2 separate regions of the Triticum aestivum genome follow, and region 1 is linked to region 2. Evidence: chromatin contacts called from public Hi-C data. All regions are on one chromosome and are shown on one strand. The core of a region is the stretch at or near the end of the contact, and the rest is flanking DNA. Distances in the headings are between cores, read along the strand shown.

The links. A called contact is a pair of places that touch in the nucleus more often than the background predicts.
Region 1: a contact with region 2 is called in a Hi-C map of leaf, with 2.4 times the contacts expected there. The contact joins two enhancer-like sites. A contact is called at or near these places in 2 of 5 Hi-C or Micro-C datasets (both in leaf).

What each region holds. Positions count from the first base shown.
Region 1 is chr6B:667,852,697-667,855,679 of IWGSC CS RefSeq v2.1, reverse strand. No RefSeq gene overlaps it. Among protein-coding and RNA genes, the nearest start is that of LOC123134779, 39 kb to the left of the region's middle. Within about 2 kb of position 1,464, at least 2 of the 8 cell types and tissues checked have an H3K27ac peak or open chromatin away from gene starts, as enhancers often do. A contact at or near this core is called in leaf, where this site is marked.
Region 2 is chr6B:667,607,421-667,610,120 of IWGSC CS RefSeq v2.1, reverse strand. No RefSeq gene overlaps it. Among protein-coding and RNA genes, the nearest start is that of LOC123138946, 91 kb to the right of the region's middle. Within about 2 kb of position 1,395, at least 1 of the 8 cell types and tissues checked has an H3K27ac peak or open chromatin away from gene starts, as enhancers often do. A contact at or near this core is called in leaf, where this site is marked.

The DNA of each region.
Region 1 (2,983 bases), core at 215-2,714, 250 kb before region 2:
TTATTAAATTAGTGTAGGATTTTGTAATTTCATTGCGGTCAATTGATCTAGTGCATACAAGGCAGCTCCGTCCCTAGGTTGGCCAAAGAGCCCACGGTTGGGACGCAAACAAACGCTTAACGACCCTACGCTGAAGGTGGCTTCGGGTGAATGCGGAGATCGCCTTCATCTTGATCGGGCATCTTTACACATAGGTCTTGGTATTTGGCGCTCATCCTACATCTTGATCTTCTTGCCTTGCACGCCATGAAATCCTTCGTCCTTTTTCCCCTAAGGAAACCTGGGGTAGACCACCTGACAAAGTTGTCACCCCTCATACCATGCGTACATAGAAAAATATGGTCCAAAATACCGCACGGATAGGAATCCGGTGAAACCACCTTCCCTTCGCACAAAGCAGATACAAAATCTGCCAAGCCATGAGCAGCTTTCTGTTCCTGCAGATAGCAAACGAGTTCAAGAAATCTAGTGAGGTCTCTTATTTAACTTCCGAAGTTTGGTCTAGTTTACACCGGGCCACAACCTGATTAAGCCAACATTTCAGCCCAACTAACAAAGTCAAGCAAAATGAAATTTTAGTGCAAACTCTCTAGAAAAGCGTTGTTTCCACTGAAGAGTATTAAAAAATAGTCAAATATTTTCTTAATGGAGTGCCCGAGCCAAAACTGGTCGACAATTTAACAAATACTCACTCCGTTTCTAAATATAAATATTTTTAGATATTTCAATACAAACTACATATAGATGTATATAGACATATTTTGGAGTGTAGATTCACTCATTTTGCTTCGTATGTAGTGTCTTATTGGAATCTTTAAATAGATTTATATATAGGGACCAAGAGAGTATATGTCAAAGTTTGAGATTTTAGATCTTACAGGAGTATCCAAATTACAGCCAAGAAAACCATAAATACTCCCTCCATTTCTAAATATAAGTATCTTTAGATATTTCAATACAAACCACAACTAGTGTCAACGACGTTCTTATATTATAATAAGGAGTAGATATTTTCACATTCAGAAGTTGCTTGTGATTTTAGATTCGGAGATGCGCCACTGGATAGTGCCAATCAAGTGGGAGGTACAAAGGAAAAAAGAATGTCAAATCAAGTGGAAGTACAAAACTTCATTTTCCAAGAACCAGTGCCGAACAAGACCTTAGCGTATGTCAACGGAGGATATTTTATCGGTTTTTAGTGGCACCGACCACTCGGAGAAAGTCCCTCTCGCGATAAAGCGCGGGCAAGCACCATGGAAGCATATTCACTCCAAAAACTAATGTACCCACACCAAACCTATCGCCAATGCCAAGTATATATACATATACAACAAGCACCACACTTCAAGCATTTTAGGTTGACCGAATACGGTGGCGTTATCGCGGAGCATATGCCATCTCCTCGTCCGATTGGCCGGTCCATCTCCGGGCGGACGGACGTACGTGGACAGGACGCCGGCCGCGAGACGCGTAGCATGCAGGCGTAATATGCTTAGCACATGCTTGCACAACACAAACTCTCGCCTAGTTCACACTCACACACGCACATGCTCAACGGATTACTACGTACCTTGTTGCTTGCTCTGGACAACGCTGGCCGATCGTCAATTATATATGCCATCTTCTTACCAGAAGCATCTACTCTGATCAGCTGTCGTGTTCTCGGGATGGACCACCCATATTGCCGTGGTCGTCTGAAATACTAAGGGGCTGTTTGGTCCTAGGCCTTGCATTGTCATATTTTGCCACATATTTTTATCAAATTTGTCTAAGGTTAGTTCATCAGAATGAGAGCCACAAGTTGGCAAGCCTAAGAAAATCTTGCCATACTTTTTATGTGTATTGCCATGTGGGACCCTAGTGTGGCTTGCCTAAGGTATGGCTTGAACCAAACACTCGCCTAAGTTAGTCAAACATGTCTAACTTTAGATGTGGCCACCTTTGATAAAGTTAGTCACAAACCAAACAGGCCCTAAGGGTTTCTTGGCCAATGTCATGTTAACAAGAGCCTTGCATGTCCTAACCACTAATTTGTCCAAGCGCATGCATGCATGTGTTGTTAATGACGGCATGCATATCATGGAATGGAGTGGGAGGATATTCTTTCCTTGGCTGGCCAATCATTCGCACAAAGCAAGCTAGCCTGCCTTATCTAATACGTTGTCCAGATTCTTGCCTCGCCGGTCGATGCGCCCTAGCTTCTATCTGGAAGTTCCAAAGTTTGGTTTGTGTCATGTGAGCTAGCCGGCAGTCGGCACGGCACGCTTAGGTTGGATCTTGTGGAGGAATAGGTGTGGAAAAATGGATGGCTAATGGATCATATCCAATCTGCCCTAGCCTAGCTAGTGTAAGTGGCCTAACGAAGGCTCTGCGCCTCTGCCACGTTGCTTTCCACCCAAAAGTCATTTTTCTTGCTCTCGTCTTGAAAAGGGCCGTTTTCACATTTGTTTATCCTGCGTGCCTGACATCATTAACGCTTTTCTTACAAGAAACACAGTTGTAAGATTGATCTAACTGCACTACTTGTCCGTCAGTATGATTGATCTCATCAAGATTCAACTCTTTTCCCTAAAAAAAAGTAGCTATTTCTCCATCGTTTTGCTGCTACGAACGCACGCAGAGACAAAAACAAGATATGACAAGATAGGTGTCCATTTGTACCAGTAACTACTACTCATCTACTCCCTTCATTCCATAACGTAGTACGTCCGCGCTTCCCAAAATTTAATGTGTGATCAAATTTAGATCTCGAAAAACACAGACACACCACATGGTGAAATGAAGAGAGTAGCTAATAACTAGTTTGTTTCTTCATAAACTCCGGCCTACATAGTTGTGCCGCCGCCTTCGTTAGGCCACTTACACTAGCTAGGCTAGGGCAGATTGGATATGATCCATTAGCCATCCATTTTTCCACACCTATTCCTCCACAAGATCCAACCTAAGCGTGCCGTGCCGACTGCCGGCTAGCTCACATGACACA
Region 2 (2,700 bases), core at 146-2,645:
GCATGGCCGAGCTCGACATACATGGCACAAACATTGGCACGGGACATGGGGTGGAGTCCAAGGCAAAAAATAAATAAATGCATGCTCCCTCTGTCGCCGCGCTGCAGCTAGCAGCGCACACATGGCGGAGCGGAGGTGCTGCATGCATGCATGCATCAGGTAGGCGGAGGTGCTGCTGGCGCGTCCAAGCTTTCTCGGGTGACCCGATCGCGCTCTCGGTGCGGTGCTCCATCGATCTGTCCGGCGAACGGTCGGCTGGCTCAGGTTAATTTCATGCATCCCTTTGCAGCAAAGGTGCTCCAGGGTCCACACCACACAAAGATCTATCTAACCGACGCACCAACTCAATCTCTAGCTCATACCCTAGCTTCTTGGAGGGGATGAAAGAGAATGGACGTTTTTGCCGGGGTTGTTGTTAGTCGACATCACGTCATCTGCACCCAAAAAACGAAGCAATGATGGGACACCAGGAGCACTCATTTGTGGTTAGTTGGTCAGGTGTTTGGGAGTGTTGGATTGCTCGGTGTAAAGCTTTACACGCGCTGCTTTGTAGTACTACCTCCGTCTAGGTGAATAAGTCATTTGCGTAGTTTTAGGTCATCGATTTAAGCAATTAAATATGTGTTGTATGTTATGAAAAGTATATCACTAGATTTATATAAGGATGTAGTTTCTACATATATATTTTTTATCACATATAATACATATTTAGATAGTTGAATCGTCAACTTAGAACTACGCGAATGACTTATTCACCGAGACGGAGGTAGTACGTGGTTCGCCACGGTTCCGTAGAAGAACGGCTCCCCGCGGCGCGATCTTTATCCGAAGTAACCACGGGTCGCGCAACACCGCAGCATGCACTCCAATGCGGTTGCTCGCTCGTGCGACGAAAACGGGCGAAATCTGACAAGAAAAGTACTCCCTCCGTTTCAAGATTCTTGTCTCAGATTAGTATAGATACGGATGTATCTAATACTAAAATATAATTTGATACATCCGTATTTAGACAAATCTAAAAAAAGAATTTTGGAACGGAGGGAGTACGTGGATCGTGCGCACCGTGCCGACTATCCGCTGGCCGTGCGCGACCCCGACGCCGGCTTCGCGCGGCCAGCGGGCGGAATGACGCCCCGGTGGGATCTTTCCCGGCATGAGCACAAGCGCGCAACGTCAAAGACGTCGGAATTACTTCGCGCACAGAGTCAAACGGGAGCGGCGGCGGAGTAGAATTAAACAGGCGACCCAAACACGTCGGAATGCGTAGTGAGGCTCAACGCATGTACGTGTCGATCAGAAACAGAAGCCACAAAATGTTGCGGGCACGTTGCTGATGGGGACGGCCGTCTCCGGCGAGGACGACGGCCGGAGCCGTGGTGGAACGGTACTCTCCCGCCCTGACAACGAGCGTCACCGTTGACGCCGTAGACAGTACCGAGCAAGGCAGAAACCAAATATACAGCCAGTAGCTTCGAAGACCAAACGTGTGTCACATCGCCAGGATGACCACATGACAACTGTTAATTACCGCATTTTTCTTCTGATGAATGCCTCAGTAGCCGTGCAAAACAAGTAATGAAGAAGTGATTGATCGAACTAGTACTACTATTCTCAAGAAGATAGTGCACACTAACGTGGGTGGTGGTATCCTTATCCTGGCACTACTCCCAGCTTAGCAACTAAGGGTAATCCCCGCGTTTACGAGTCGCTAATTGTTAATCAGCGGCGTGTAAGACCATCTGAATACTGGATCTATGTCGAGATTTGCTCGGTTTAAATATGCCAAATGCTCCCTTCACGCGCTGAGCAAGGCCCGCTCTGATATTACTGCTGAGCTACAACGAGATTAAATTTTCTCGCTGCGATCGATCACTGTTATGGTAAGGCTCTGAACGTCGACCTCTGTTGTGTTTCTTTTTCATCCCGCCAAACTGCCAAGTTGAGATGCAAATACATTGAGCCGTAGTACTGATGGGTACTCTCTCCGCTTCAAAATGTAGCGTGTGTTTTTTTGCAAGTTAAACATGTTTACATTCGGTCAAGTTTATAGAAAAACAAAAACGAACATTTACGATAGAAATTAGTACCATTAGATCCATAATATATTCTGTATTTTATTTATTTGGTATTAATTGTAGATGTCGATAATTTCTTCTACAAACTTGGTTAAACATGCATATTAGATTTTTTTAACTGAGAACGTATATTGTAGTGTTATGAGAGATTCGTCTTGGAGCTCAAGCCCCAAATATTACCCATCTCGTCGGAACTTCCCGCCGAAATATTTGGCCCCACTCAGGCCCAAAAGCACAATAGGTGGAAAATTCCATTCCACCGGAATATTCCATTGTATTCTCGCCATGCCTCCCTAGAAATATTCCCCTCCCGCCAAGGCCTGAAATTCCTGCCATAATCTTCCCGCCAAAAATATTCTCTCCTGCTCGGACCCAAAAGCACAATAGGCGAAACAATGCTATCCCACGGGAATATTTCGCGCTCCCACCAATGCCTCCTAAATTTCTTTTGCTCCCGCCAAAATTTTCATCCAAGGCCGAAAAGTCAACTAGTGTTCAAACAAAACACCAAAAAAGGAGAGAAGACCTAACCCTACCCCGTAGCCCAGCACGCTCTCCTTCCCCTAAATTTGAGGGAAAATTTACCATATATTCTCAATGAAGTGCCTGAGCCAAAACGAATTTA